Regions from separate parts of the Pan troglodytes genome. Here region 2 is linked to region 1. A link is a contact called in public HiChIP or PLAC-seq data. All regions are on one chromosome and are shown on one strand. The core of a region is the stretch at or near the end of the contact, and the rest is flanking DNA. Distances in the headings are between cores, read along the strand shown. Region 1 holds the start of N4BP2 (NEDD4 binding protein 2). Region 2 holds the start of CHRNA9 (cholinergic receptor nicotinic alpha 9 subunit).

What was found. HiChIP or PLAC-seq counts read pairs in DNA pulled down with a chosen protein or histone mark.
Region 2: an H3K4me3 HiChIP or PLAC-seq map of stem cell-derived excitatory neurons shows a contact between it and region 1, with 4 times the contacts expected there. The contact joins the promoter of CHRNA9 here to the promoter of N4BP2 in region 1. A contact is called at or near these places in 2 of 7 Hi-C or Micro-C datasets (induced pluripotent stem cells and stem cell-derived neural progenitor cells), 1 of 1 datasets of contacts at active chromatin or transcription factors (stem cell-derived excitatory neurons) and 1 of 1 other capture datasets (stem cell-derived neural stem cells).

What each region holds. Positions count from the first base shown.
Region 1 is chr3:40,381,259-40,388,493 of NHGRI_mPanTro3-v2.0_pri, forward strand. N4BP2 (NEDD4 binding protein 2) reads left to right here and starts at 2,648. Exons shown (of 16, transcript XM_009447528.5): 1 at 2,648-2,942.
Region 2 is chr3:40,654,913-40,662,147 of NHGRI_mPanTro3-v2.0_pri, forward strand. It overlaps CHRNA9 (cholinergic receptor nicotinic alpha 9 subunit), which reads left to right and starts at 4,170. Exons shown (of 5, transcript XM_526778.7): 1 at 4,170-4,845; 2 at 5,141-5,286; 3 at 6,524-6,678. The coding sequence starts at 4,782.

The DNA of each region.
Region 1 (7,235 bases), core at 1,398-3,897:
GGTGTATGCCACCACGCCCAGCTACTTTTTGTATTTTTAGTAGAGACAGGGTTTCACTATATTGGCCAGGATGGTCTCAATTTCCTGATCTCGTGATCCCATCCACCTGCCTCGGCCTCCCAAAGTGCTGGGATTACAGGCGTGAGCCACTGTGCCAGGCCCTATTCTTAAATGTCTTCTTTGAAATTTAAAGAGACACGGCCCGGTGTGGTGGCTCACGCCTTTAATTCCAGCACTTTGAGAGGCCGAGGTGGGAGGCTCACCTGAGGTCAGGAGTTAGAGGTCAGCCTGGACAACACAGAGAAACCCTTCCTCTATTAAAAATATAAAAATTGGCCGGGTTTGGTGGCAGACGCCTGCAATTCCAGCTATTCGGGGGGCTGAGGCACGAGAATCACTTGAACTCGGGAGGCGTTAAGTTGAAGTGAGCTGAGACTGTGCCACTGCACTCCAGCATGGGCAACAGAGCAACTCTAGTCACCGCACCCCCCCCCAGCCCCCCAAAAAAAAGAAATTTAAAGGGACATGAATTTCAATGAGAACTAGCATGATAACCAAAACCTTTATCCCAGATACTAATCTAATGCTGATTGATGCTTCACCCTTTAAAAGACGTGTTGTACTTTTCCCATTGGCTTAGAATTTGAACCAATAAGAAAGGAGGAAATCTTTATAAATATTCACAACCGAAGGCTGATACTGCGAATGTTGAGTGAAGATTGCTTTGTTCTTCATTCCAGTCTCATTTTCAGAACTTTATGGTATTGATGTTCTTCTTATTGCCATAGTAAACAAACTTTAAAAACATTCAGCTTGGGTGTTGTCTTTGTGGCTTGAAATATATTTTCCAATGTTAAGAAGAGTTTATTTCTTATTGTTCTGACTTAAGATTTGATGAATCCTTAACAGATGTTCAAAGGAAAATAATTTAAATGCTAGTTTTTATTATCATGGTGAACATATTTCAAAAACAAAATATTAATTTCCTCGACATCTTTCAAGTTTATAATTACTAGGGTTCTTTCATTTCTAAAGTGGCATATATTACAGTTTTTAGTCTCTTATAATGGTTGTTTAGAGGCAGAGTTAATGTTAGCTTCTCAGCAACAGCTATTTATCTCTTGAGATTCTGGGTTATTACAATTTTTTGTTTTTGAAATTTAATAAATGCATTAAGGGGTTTTTGTATAGTGATTTTTTTTTAAGGATCAACATGAAGTCTGTGATTTAACACTGGGACTCGAGACCTCTAAATACAAAATTCATACAAAAGGAAAAATTCCCCTATTTTTCTATATGGATGGTTTCATCAGAAAATTTATCTTCTTGAGTTCTCTCCTTATATATTACTAGTTTCTTGAAAAAGCACTACAACGTTCTCATTGTGAATAAGTGTTCCAGTTAGACCTAAACGACAAAAACCACTTGCCCCAAATTTACACTCTGTTTAAATTTACACTCTGTTTACAACTGCCATAACAACCAACAATGTATCTTCGATGCAAAGGGACACTTTGTCATGAGGTTATTTCGCTTCTCTATTCTGGGAAAAACCACTGCACGTGGAATGAAAAGTAATTGCAAAGGGAGGGGACGGAGGAAGTAAAAAACAGGCAAAACCACCACCACTACCATCACCACCACCACCACCAACCAGAAAGCAAAGGTGAAAAATTTGCGTACCCTGAAAACACTAAACATTTCACATCAGAACCCAGAACAAATAAACCAGGGAAAGCAGAGTTGAGAGAAAAAAAATGGTGCAGGCTTGGGGACGGACTCATACTACAGCGGTTCCAAGAGGGAAGAGTACGTCTTTGCTTTTTCTTGGCACCCGAAAACTCAAGCTCGAACTGGGGGCAAAGGCCAGCGGCTGCGGTTCCACCGGCTAAGGCGCACACATTCCCCGAGCTCAGACCGCACGCTGGCAGGGCCGATGGGGCTGGGCGGCCTCCCTCCACCCCGTGGCAGTCGCCTACCCCTTTGTCTCCCCGTGGGGCTCCGAGGCCGCGCGCCTGGAAGCCCCCCGCGGGAGGGCCGCGCGCGAGAAGGCGGGTTCCCGTGCCCGCCGCAGCGGCCACGGCCCTAGTCAGGCAATGCCGAGGCCGGTCGCTCGCCTCGCCGTCCCTCCCAACTTGCAGCCTGGACCCCGCGCGCGTCAGGGCTCGTCCCAGCTCTGCTTTCCTCTCTCCCCTCACCCCGCGAGGCCGACCTTGTGTTTGTTTTGTTTTTTGGGGCTCGGGAGAGTGCCGAGGGCTAGAAACAGCTGTGGTTTACCGCGCCGCTTATTTTGGCAAAAATTCCGGGCCTGTTGCAATGTTCCCCAGCGCCAAACAGCTCCCGCCTTCCCCCCCGGCAGAACCCGACACTCGAAGAAGGGCTTGCTCCTCCAGGGACCCCCTGATAAGAAAAGTGGGGACCACGGCCCGCTCTCGGGCGAGCCTTGGGGGGTGGGCGACCGGAAGCAGCCGAACCGGCCGGGCAGGGCTTGCTCTCCAAAGGGAGAGCGGGAGCGGGAGAGGTGGGAGCGCCCGCGGGCTCAAGTCCCCCGGGCCGCCGCGCCGAGGCGGAGCTCAGGGACGAAGCAGAGGTCGTGGCGGACAGCCGGCGGGCTTGGGGGGGGCGCGGTGGGCGGCGATCCACCTGGGCGACGTGGCAGCCATTGCCGGCGCCTCGAGACCCCTCCCCACCCGGCCGCCCACCCGCCCTCTCGCGGCGGGCTTCTGCGCGGCTGCTCTTCCCCGGCCGGACGGAGAGCGGCAGTGTCTCCCCGCCGGGCGCGCTCGCCGTGTCTCCCCCGCGGCCGCAGCTGCTTGCTAGCCCTGCGCGGCGCGGGAGAGCGCAGTGGCGCCGGCGGGAAAGGGCTGCGGACCTGCGGCGCCGCGTTGTGCGTTCGACGACGCGGCACCGGCTTCGACGCCCTCTGCCCGCTCCAGAAGCAGGTAAAGGCGGCGGGTGGGAGGCAGGGAGGCGGGTCCAAGGTGAGGGCCCTGGAGGTTAGGGGTCCCGGGGCTCCGAGCCGAAGCGGAGGGCCTGAAGCAGCGGCGGGCGGCGCGGCGAGTGAACCCCCAAGCCCTGAATGTGGGGCCCGGCGCGGGCCGCCTCCGAACTGACCCGCGGGCCCGGCTGCCCGGACGGAAGGGAAGTGAGGCGTCGGCGAGAGGCGGGCCCTGGCGCTCAGCCCGAGGCCGGGCGAAGGCGGGGGCCGCGGCCGCTTCCTTGGCCTCCGAGTGCCTGGCGGGCCTCCAGGCCCCAGACACACCCCTCTCGACCCCCCGAGGTTTCCTCCCAGATCTGTTCCCGCCAGGACCTGACCTTGCGCCCCTCCAGGCGCCTTAGGTGTTTGCCAGGCGGAGCCTTCTGGGAACTTCAGGCCACCTTCCTGAGCACATAGTCCTAGCAGAGCCGTTTATTTACTCAGTTCAAGTCCAGACACACAGCCACTCACACGTTCGGATTTTGGAGACTGCGGGGAGACTTTCCCCTCCCCGGCATTTGTGTGTCTTTGGCCCTCGTCCCGCCTCCCCTGCCCCCATCTGCAACTTTGTCCCTCAATGGGACCCTTCTAGAGCCCCTCTCTCATCGGGACTCTCTCTAAGCCGTCCGTTTGGAAATTCATCCTCAATAGAGTGAGTCATCTTAGCGGGGGCACAGTTTATCTCTCATGCGCTTTTGGTTAAAATAGTTTTTTTTTTTTCCCTCCGAAAGAGAGCTAGAGTAATAGAATGTAGATGACAGGTCAGTGTCAGTGTTGGCTTCAAAGGCTCTTCCTTTCGGCGGCAGTCTTTGTAACTAGGATCTGATATTTGTGGCACGGACAGGTTTGTACACATTCTCGCCATGCAGTGGTTGTAATGTCTCCATGGCACAGTTCTGGCTTGAAGGCAGGATTGGCTGCTTTTTCTACTCGACATCTTTGAGCCAATCAGCAAGGGCTGCTTGCCTGGAGACTGGTTAACTCAGTAAAGGTGGCCATTGGTTGAGCTCCTAGAAGAAAATCCTGGAGATGAACCTAGCCTCTCAGAAAACAATGACTGATTTGCAGCTGTATTAAAAAAATGTTTTCTTTTAATCCCAACATCAGCCTTTTCACTCCGTTTTTATTACTTCCAGTGTTTTTCTTTCAAACACCAGCTGTCTTTTGTAACTCGTTTTAACTCTCATCCTTTAATTTTAACTAAAAGACGCGCTTTAGGAAATGTAAACATCGTGCGTTCTCTGTTTTGATAAACGTGGTTCCATCTGCCTTTCTAACATTGTTTACTGCTAAAGGTCAGAAATAAACAGTTTTGAGTTTCGCTGCCAGGACCTTTTATTATTTAAGTGCCGTGCTAGGATGGGGGGTAGGAGCGAGGGGCTGTAGTGGTGGACATGGTGGGAAGAATAGGAAATAAATGGCTGCTCTTTTGCAAGGAGGCTACAATTTAGTTAATGAAAAAAGGCTAACCTGTAAAACAATAAAGAATAAAGCAGTTGAAATCAGCACGCAGTACGTACGAATGCCAGTTTGTGTACTTGTTGACTTTAGTTAATTTGAAGGGGAGATAGAAGTACTGTATTTCATAGAAAAAGTGGGCTTAAGTTATGGTAGAGGCATGTTTTTTCCTTCATTAAAGTATATTAAAGTAGGCATAGTATCTTGTATGTACACAGTAGAAGCTAAATATTATCACTGTAGTTGCATGGTTTTTTTTTTTTGGAATTTATTTTAAATCTAAATACTGTTACATAGTTGCATCTTATTTATTTATTTTTTTGAGACAAGGTCTGGCCATATCGCCAAGGCTGGAGTGCAGTGGCACTATCTCAGCTCACTGCAACGTCTGCCTCCTGGGCTCAAGCCATCCTCCCACCTCGTCCCCTAGAGTAGCTGGGACTAGAGGCGAAAGCCACTACGCCCGGCTAATTTTTGTATTTTTTGTAGAGAGGAGGTTTCGCCATGTTGCCCAGGCTGGTCTCAAACCCCTGAGCTCAAGCAATCCACCTGCCTCCGCCTCCCAAAGTGCTGGGATTACAGGAGTGACCACCACGCCCGCCCGGCCGTTTTAAAACGCTGATTATTTTCCTTTGAAAATCTCCCTTTTCATCATGATTAGCCATGATTATGCATGTTTTTTGATATGCAAAGCAGCAACCATTTATTAGTTAATGAATTTCAGAAAAATAGCTACCTACCTTCTTTGCTTTCCTTTCAGCTTTTTATATGCAAAATCATATTGTAAGCCTTGGGAAGAATCAGTTGTCTATTAAATGCCTTTAGAAGTAGTTTATGTTAGGAATTTAAGAAGAGATTGAGCATTTTTTATGTATGTATGTATGTATGTATTTTGAGACAGAGCCTCACTCCGTCGCCCAGCCTGGAGTGCAGTGGCGCTATCTTGTCTCAGCCTCTGGAGTAGCTGGGATTACAGGTGCTCAACACCACACCTGGCTAACTTCTGTATTTTTAGTAGGGATGGGTTTTTGCCATGTTGGTGAGGCTGGTCTGTAACTCCTGGCCTCAAGTGATCCGCCCGCCTTGGCCTCCCAAAGTGCTAGGATTACAGACATGAGCCACCCTGCCTGGCCTTAGATTGAACACTTTTTTGATACCTACCTTGCCTGATAATGAGTAAGCATACATCAAGCCATGTATCATTATCAACCTCATTGCCCTCGTCCTCATAGTAATGAAGTGGCTTATGTGTATGTACACACACATGCACACCAGGTGCTGTTTTAAGCACTTTGCTATGTGATTGTATTTAATTCTTACAACTCTGAGATTTGCAGTATTCTTACAGGGGAGGAGACAGAGACTGAGAAGTATTAAGAAAGTTGCTGAAAGTTACCCAACTAGTGTGTGGGAGTGTTATGTATGTATCAGGTAGGTTTCAGTCAAACTTAGATCTTTGTGACCCAAAACTTTATTCTTTTTTTTTTTTTTTCTTTTTTTAAAGAGACAGGGCCTCACTATGTTGCTCAGGCTGCTCTTGAACTCCTGAGCTCAAGCAGTCCTCCTGCCTCAGCCTCTCAAGGCGCTGAGATTACAGGCGTGAGCCACTGTGCCTGCGCCTTGGGAAGAGTATTTTACTTTCTTACCTATCTCAGCATTGCCCTCCAGAAATTATTTTATTAGAACTGTACATCTAGATTGTGGTTAATCAATTCTATCTGAGCTCTCATACTTCATTTATTTTTTTTGAGATGGAGTCTCGCTGTGTTGCCCAGGCTGGAGTGTGATGGTGCCATCTTGGCTCACTGCAACCTCTGCCTCCCGGGTTCAAGCAATTCTCCTGCCTCAGCCTCCCAAGTAGCTAGGATTACAGGTGCACACGATCACGCCCGGCTAATGTTTTTATTTTGAGTAGTGACGGGGTTACACCTTGTTGGTCAGGCTGGTCGTGAACTCCTGACCTCAGGTGATCCACCCACCTTGCCCTCCCAAAGTGCTGGGATTACAGGCATGAGCCACTGTGCCCGGCCGCACATACTTTAAAAATTAAAAGAGGCTTTAATAAATTTATGTGGCTAAGTAGCTAGATTTTTTTTTTTTTTTTTGAGACAGGGTCTCCCTCTGTTGTCCAGGTTGGAGTGCAGTGGCATGATTATAGCTCACTGTAGCCTTGAATTCCTGGGCTCAAGGGATCCTCTTGCAACAGCCTCCCGAGTAGCTGGGACTATAGGCACATACCGCTGTGCCTGGCTCATTTTTAAAATTTTTTTGTAGAGACAGGGTCTCGCTGTGTTGCCTAGGCTGGTCACAAACTTGTGGGCTCAAGCAGTCTTCTCACTTCAACCTCCCAAGTTGCTGGGAATATGGGCCCGAGCCATCACGCCTGGCCTGTTTTTCTAAACGTGGATTGTATGAGCATATCCTTTGATCATGTATTAGCTGCTTTTCTTTTCTTTTCTTCTTCTTTTTTTAAAATTTAAATTGAGACGGGGTGTTGCCATATTGCCCAGGCTGGCCTCAAACTTCTGGGCTCAAGCGATCCTCCCACCTTGGCCTCCTAAAGCCCTAGAATTACAGGTGTGAGCCACCATCCTCAGCTGGCTGTTTTTCTTAAAACTTTATGCAAGCCCCAGATTTAAGGTTATTAGTGTCTTTATTATTATTATTTTTTTGAGGTAGAGTCTTGCTGTGTTGCCCAGGCTGGAGTGCAGTGGCATAATCTTGGCTCACTGCAACCTCTGCCTCCCAGGTTCAAGGGATTCTCCTGCCTCAGCCTCCCGAGTAGCTGGGATTACAGGTG
Region 2 (7,235 bases), core at 2,920-5,419, 280 kb after region 1:
GTGAAGGTGGAACTGCTGGGATTCATTCACAGATTGGATGTGGGGTGTTCCAGGTTGAATTGCATCCTACAGAATTCACACACTGAAGTCCTAACCCCCAGTACTGAAGAATGTGACCATATTTGGAGATATGGTCTTTAAAGAGGTAATTAAGGTTAAGTGAGGTCACTGGGGCGGGACTAATTTCATCTGAGGAGACAACGGGTTTGGGTACAATCGGGGAATAGGGTCACAACCTAGAAACCAAACAGAACTCTGGGACTCTGTATCTCTTAGGGAAGTTGCCAGAGCCCTGCCCTCCAGGCCTGTCCTTATTCATGGGGATCTGAGAAGAAGAGATTAGGACCCAGACATGCACAGAGGAGACCCTGTAAGGACACAAGGAGAAGACAGCCATCTGCAAGCCAAGAAGAAAGGCCTTGGGGGAAACCAGCCCTGCCCACACCTTGGTCTGGACTTCCAGCTGATTCTTGGATGAGCTGGTCCTTAGGCACGGAGGCAGGACTGTGAGAAAATAAATTTCTGTTTTTAATTCACCTGGTCTATGGTATTTTGTTGTGGGAGTCCAAGTAGACTAATACATGGCGTTTGAGAGAGAAGAAGCGAGGATGACGCGCAGGAGTTGGATCTGTTTGAAGTTAGGTTAGGAAAGTTCATTTCCTTCTCGATGCCCAGAAGCACCAAGAGAGATTGTCCTGCTGGGTTTCACTCAGAAGAGTTTTCCAGTCCACTACACACCACTGACAGAGCCAGAGCACAGTGGGACAAGAGTGAGACACAGGCATGTGCAGTCACAAAAGGAGAATCGGCTCCACGCCCAGTGTGATCACCTTCTGGTGCCCACACCATAATGAGCTCCGGGCCGACGTTCCTGTTGGCCCAGAGGTCCTCCTTCCTCCCCTTCCTGAATCGCTTTTGTTCTGATCTAACCTGCACTCCCCCAGGCCAATGGATTTGAGTACAGCTGGGGAAGGGAGTTGCTAAGATTTCTAGCAATCTAGAAACAAACTGTGTTCTGGGACTCTATACTTCTCAGTGAAACTGCCAGAGTTCTGCCCTCCAGGCCTGTCCTTATTCATGGGGACCCCAGAGAGACTCACTTGAACTTCTGACCCATTCCCCTGCTGCTCACTCTGCCAGCCCCTGGCCTGGCTGTAGCTACAGTTCCCACCATTACCTATATCTGGAAACTCTAATTCCTCATCCACGACACTATCACGGTCACCCTGTGGAAGTGAGGAGGCTTACCCAGCCTCCAGACATCCAACAGGGTTGCTTCCTACTCTTTCCAGTTCTCTTACATTTCTGACTCCTTATTAGAAAGGGTTCTTCCATGCCCAGAGCCTCCGCTGGGAGGCAGTTTGAGTCTCACTGGCTGAGCTGCAGTAGGAGTCAGCCCTGGCCCTGCCATGCATCTGCGCACGTCAAGCTCTTTTCCCTGCAGGCTTTGCCCCTTCTTCATCTGGAACACTGTTTCCTATTGCAATTTTCATGAGCAAAGTGGATTTATGGATCTGTTTATCTATGTCAGGGGTCAACAAACTATGCCCTGCCACCTATTTTCATAAATAAAGTTTTATTGGAACACAGCCACACATTCATTTTGCTATAGGCTGCTTTCATAGTACAATGGCAGAGAAGAGTAGTTGGTACAGAGACCATATGGCCTGCCAAGATGAAAATATTTACTATCTAGCTCTTTGCAGAGAGTTTGCCAATCTCTGTGACGGAGTTAGATTGTGTAACTCTCACAAAATGGATAAGAGGATTAAAAAGACTACTGCAGAAATAAGTAAGTAAATAAATAAATCCACGGTGGACTGACAATAATATTAACATCACAATAAAAAAGGACAACAAGAAAATTGTAGGACTCATATTCTTCCACCCACAGTACAAATTGCTTGTCACAAAAAACAATTATCCTCTAACCAGGTCTGTCAAGAAGTTGGGAGAGAGATTGGGTGAGTGAGAGAGATGGAAGGGGGAGAGGAAGAGGGGAGGAAAAATAAATAAATTAAATAAATATATATATAAATAAACAAATAGTGACATTGAGCTACAAATGACATGCTTAGCATGTCATTTTCCCCTTTAATGATCATTTATCCAGCAATTTTATGGTCAAGCACTATTTTTAGGGTTCCACATGCATTAACTGATTCAGTCCTCAAAACAACCCCAAGAGGTAGGCACTATTTATAATTGTCCCCATTTTGTAGATGAAGAAACTGAGGTCGAATAATCTGGCTGAGCTTACACCGCTAGTAAGTGGTGGGGTTGGACTTGAATCCAAGCAGTTCAACTCCAGGGTCTGTGCTCTTAAACTCTACATTATACTGCTTTTGATCAAGAATACAAAGTGGCTGGGCATGGTGACTCACCTGTAATCCCAGCACTTTGGGAGGCTGAGGCAGGTGAATCACGAGGTCAGGAGTTCAAGACCAGCCTGGCCAAGATGGTGAAACCCCATCTCTACTAAAAATACAAAAAAAAAAAAAAAAAAAAAAAGCCAGGCGTGATGGCAGGTGCCTGTAATCCCAGCTACTTGGGAGGCTGAGGCACAGAATTGCTTGAACCCAGGACGTGGAGGTTGCAGTGAGCTGAGATCGCGCCACTGCACTCCAGCCCGGGCAACAGAGCAAGACTCAATCTCAAAAAAAAAAAAAAAAAAAAAAGAGGAAGAAGAAGAACAAAACAAAGACAGAAGTAAACCCTAAAATGTTTGGAGAGTGGTGGCATGGGCAGCCCTTTTGGCATGACTTTGCGTCCTAACTACCAACCTTATCCTAAACTCTGGTGCGAGGTGAAGGAATTCATGTAGCTGTCTTTTAAAGGAGCTTTGAGGGGTTTTTTTTGTTTGTTTTTCAAGACACATATCTAGGATAAATCCAGCAAACTTAGAAAGTAGTAGTGAAATAGGTCCTTGGGGATGGCATCCCACTGAGGTATCTCCTGCCATTTCAGTGAGTTTTGAAGCATTGGTTAGCAAGCGTCATGGCTCTGAGTACCTAGGACAGCACTCCTCTGTGAAGAGCCCAGCCTCCTGGAGAGGTTGAGGGTCTCTGGCATGGTTCTCGGTGGAGAGTCAGCATCCTTTACCCACCCTCCTGTGGGGCAGATCGAGGTCCCACCTGCCCTTGGCTGAAAGGAAGTGCATTCCCAAGCCTCCTAAAGGCCTGGATCCTGTCTCTGGCCGATCACTGCTGGAGGGAAGCCACTCTGCATCCCTGGGCCTCAGTTTCCTCATATAGAAGTGAGGCATTAAACTCAATTTCAAAAGTACCTTCTGCCTCTGAGATTCTGGAGTGGATGGTTTGCTGAAGGAGGACTGAGCGTGGGCACCCGGAATTGTGTCATTTGATGAATGAGTCAGACTAGGGGCGTCAGAAAAATAATGTCTTCACAATCAACACAATGGGATAGGCAATTAAGAAACACTTTGCCGATGGCTTGAGTGTCTGTTCCACTCAGAGGATACATTCCCGAAGAGGGATGGGGTGACTCATCAGGCGGCTGTAACCTGATGAAACAGAGCTATCCAATTTCCTCGCTCCAATTCCAGGCAACCAAATTATCTTAATATGGTTTTCCAAAGCAGTTTCCCCAGGCAAGAGGAGAGACAGACATGAGTTTCCAGACTAAGCAGCAATTGAAAATTGACATTTTTTTATAGGAGTAAAATTATATCACATACAAGAAATGACTGAAACTTTATATGAAGTAGCATTCAAAAGCAAAGGGTGTCATCATTAGCAATATCACCATTGGTTATTATTCTCATGCTGATTTGGTCAGCCTTTGAACCAGTTTTTCTTTTTTTTTTTTCGAGCTGGTAAATCCTGGGTGACTTGGTGAGTATAGAAATTCTGGGTATGCAAAGCTGATCAAAGATGAAAATTACTGATATTTAGAAAGTGCTTTCACATACAGTTATCTCAGTAGCTCTAGAGAGAGAAAACATTATTTTCCCCAGTCTGTAGTTCTGGAAGGCTCAGAGAGGTTAGGTGACTTATACAGAATAATAGAGCTCGTCAGGGTTTGGCTGGCAGTCAAACCCAGGTGGTCAAGTCCAAATCCAACTCACAGTGTTGCTGCTTCTTAAGCGAGTGATTATCCGCCCATCCAGCACACCCCCTCACATATATACTCACAAACATTTACTATGCAAGATCCATGCCCAGTGGGACAGCTGCAGGAGGGATCAGAAGCTGAGGCAGAGAAAAAACCAAAATGCCAATATATTCTGGAGATCATAGAACCGTGTCTCTTTCCCTCTTCAAATGCTGCTAAAAGCACGTAGAGTCTTTCTGGACAGCCGTCCCATGGCTCAGTCTTTAGGCTTCCCTTAGTCCCTGGATTCAGGCTGACTCTGCTCATGGTGGGTGTAGAAATCTCCCATTCTGCTTAGATGGAGTCTCTGGTGTGTCAGGCATACCCCTGCTGCCTGCATCTACCTCCTTTTCTGTCTGGTTGTTTCTGCTGAGGGTGGCTAGGGACACTCAACTGAGATGGCCCCCCACAACAGCACTGTTGGACCTAACACACCCTGGGTTCCCGGCTTCTCAGCCACTGGAGCTGCCAGTCTCAAATTACCGGAGGGGAGGGAGGGCAGGCCTGGATCTCAGGATCTCGGTCCTGCATGCAATGCAAGCCTGAGCTCTCCCACCATAAGGCTGCAGCGGAGTGGGCTCCTTGTGCCCAGATCCTTTGTATTCATAGGGGGAAGTGGAAGACCACACTGCCTGACTGAGACTTTATTATAGAGGCTCAGGAAAAAGATGAACTGGTCCCATTCCTGCATCTCCTTTTGCTGGATTTACTTTGCTGCTTCCAGACTGAGAGGTGAGAGGCTGGTGACATGTAACCTATCTTGTCTCATCTGGGGCTATTGCTTTGGTGGGAGGTGGGGCAGGACAGGGAAGACAAAACAGATGATTCAACCGCATGGAAGTATTCTGTGCTTCCTACTGACTCTGATCTTGGAAGGGCATGCCAGAAAAACAACTCATCCACCCACCCAAAGCTTGTCCCTCGCCAGTGTTGGGCCATCCCCCATTTTAGACCTCAGTCTTGTGTTGTTTGTCTTGAAATACACACAACACTCTGAACGTTAATCCAGATCCCTCTTGTTGAGTAGCTGCAGAGACGGCAGATGGAAAATATGCTCAGAAGTTGTTTAATGACCTTTTTGAAGATTATTCCAATGCTCTTCGTCCAGTGGAAGATACAGATAAAGTCCTGAATGTGACCCTGCAGATTACGCTCTCTCAGATTAAGGATATGGTGAGTAACACATGGTGCTGACTCTGTGGAATGATTCTTAGAGGATAAACAACCATGCTTTCTGAAGAGAATGTCTTAACTGGGAATTTGAGAGGGAATGATAGCTCCTTAAGCAAGCTGGTGGGAGAAGAGAATGTCGGGAAAAGGAAGCTTTCTACAAAACTAATTAATTTCAAGAAACGTTACCTAATCCTGGTCATTAACTGTAACAGTCTTAGATAATCTAAAGAAAGATGGGGTTACATACTGTATGCAGCCATTTATATAAAATGTCCAAAAGAGGTAAATCCGTAGAGACAGAAAACGGCATAGAGGTTGCCAGGGTCTGTGGGGAGGAAGGGGGAAATGGCCAGTGAGTTCTTAATGATTACGGCGTTTCTTTGCGGGGGGAAGAAATGATCTTGAATTAGGCAGTGGTGATGGTTGCACAACGTTGTGAATATATTGGAAGCCAGTGCATTGTTCCCTTCGAAAATGATTAAAATGGTGAGTTTTAATGTGAATTTGATCTTAATTTTTTTTTTGAGATGGAGTCTTGCTGTCACCCAGGCTGGAGTGCAGTGGCATGATCTCCGCTCACTGTAAGCTCTGCCTCCTGGGTTCACACCATTCTCCTGCCTCAGCCTCCTGAGTAGCTGAGACTACAGGCACCTGCCACCACACCCGGCTAATTTTTTTTTGTATTTTTAGTAGAGACAGGGTTTTACCGTGTTAGTCATGATGGTCTCAATCTCCTGACCTCATGATTCGCCTGCCTCGGCCTCCCAAAGTGCTGGGATTACAGGCATGAGCCACCGCGCCCGGCCAATCTCAATTTTTTAAAAAAGGTAGTGTTTTAAGATGGCATAGCTTATTAGTGCTTATCTATGTTTAATTACACAATGTTATGAAACTTGAAAGATTTTCCTTCTGCACATTGTTATTTCCTGACTTTTGCTTTCAAGTACATCATTCATTGATCAATTTTCAGGAAATATAGGCAGTTGATCTATGCAAAGATATCAATACTAAAATATTTGTCCACTTTACATTCTGAACACTAAATCTAGGAGGAAAAAAAAATATGATCTTGGCAGTCAATCAAGGGGATAGAATAAATAAAGAATAAAGCTCTCACTTTACTTATTGAAAATTGATGAGTGTTTGTGAAATTCCTATTGTGAAGAACAAGTGTCCTATCAGTGGAAAACATTTCAAGTGTCTGCTAGGTAAAGCGACATCTGGATTCATTGTGTAGGATGAAAGAAACCAAATTCTGACTGCTTATTTGTGGATCCGCCAAATCTGGCACGATGCCTATCTCACGTGGGACCGAGATCAGTACGATGGCCTAGACTCCATCAGGATCCCCAGTGACCTCGTGTGGAGGCCAGACATCGTCTTATATAACAAGTAAGTGCAGCTCAGAACTGAGGCTTTTCAGGCATGAACGTGTTGATTTCATAGAATTTAAACATAATGAAAAAGGAATGTTTAAAACATGCATGAAATTAAATATTAATCCATGTTCCTAGGACTTACTGAAATAAGAGACATAGAATCTTAGATCAGGAGATAATATGTCATAAAAGCTTAGAACTGGAAGGAAACCATCCATCTACATGCCCCTTTTTCGGGTGGGAAAGTGGAGGCTGCATTAGTTTGCTAGGGCTAACTTTGCCATAACAGAGTAGCACAGGTTAGATGACTTAACAAAAATGTGTTATCTCACAGTTCTGGAGTTGAGACGCCTGAGATGAAGGGGTTGACAGCGTGGTTTCCTCTGAGGGCTGTGAGGGAGGATCTGTACCAGGCCTCTCTTCTAGCTAATGGTGGTTTGCTGGCAGTCTTTGGTGTTCCTGGCATTATAGAAGCGTCACTCTGAGCTCTGCCTTCATCTTCACATGGCATTCTCCTGTGTGTTCCCTGTGTCCAAATTTCTCCTTTCTATAAGGACACCAGCCATATTG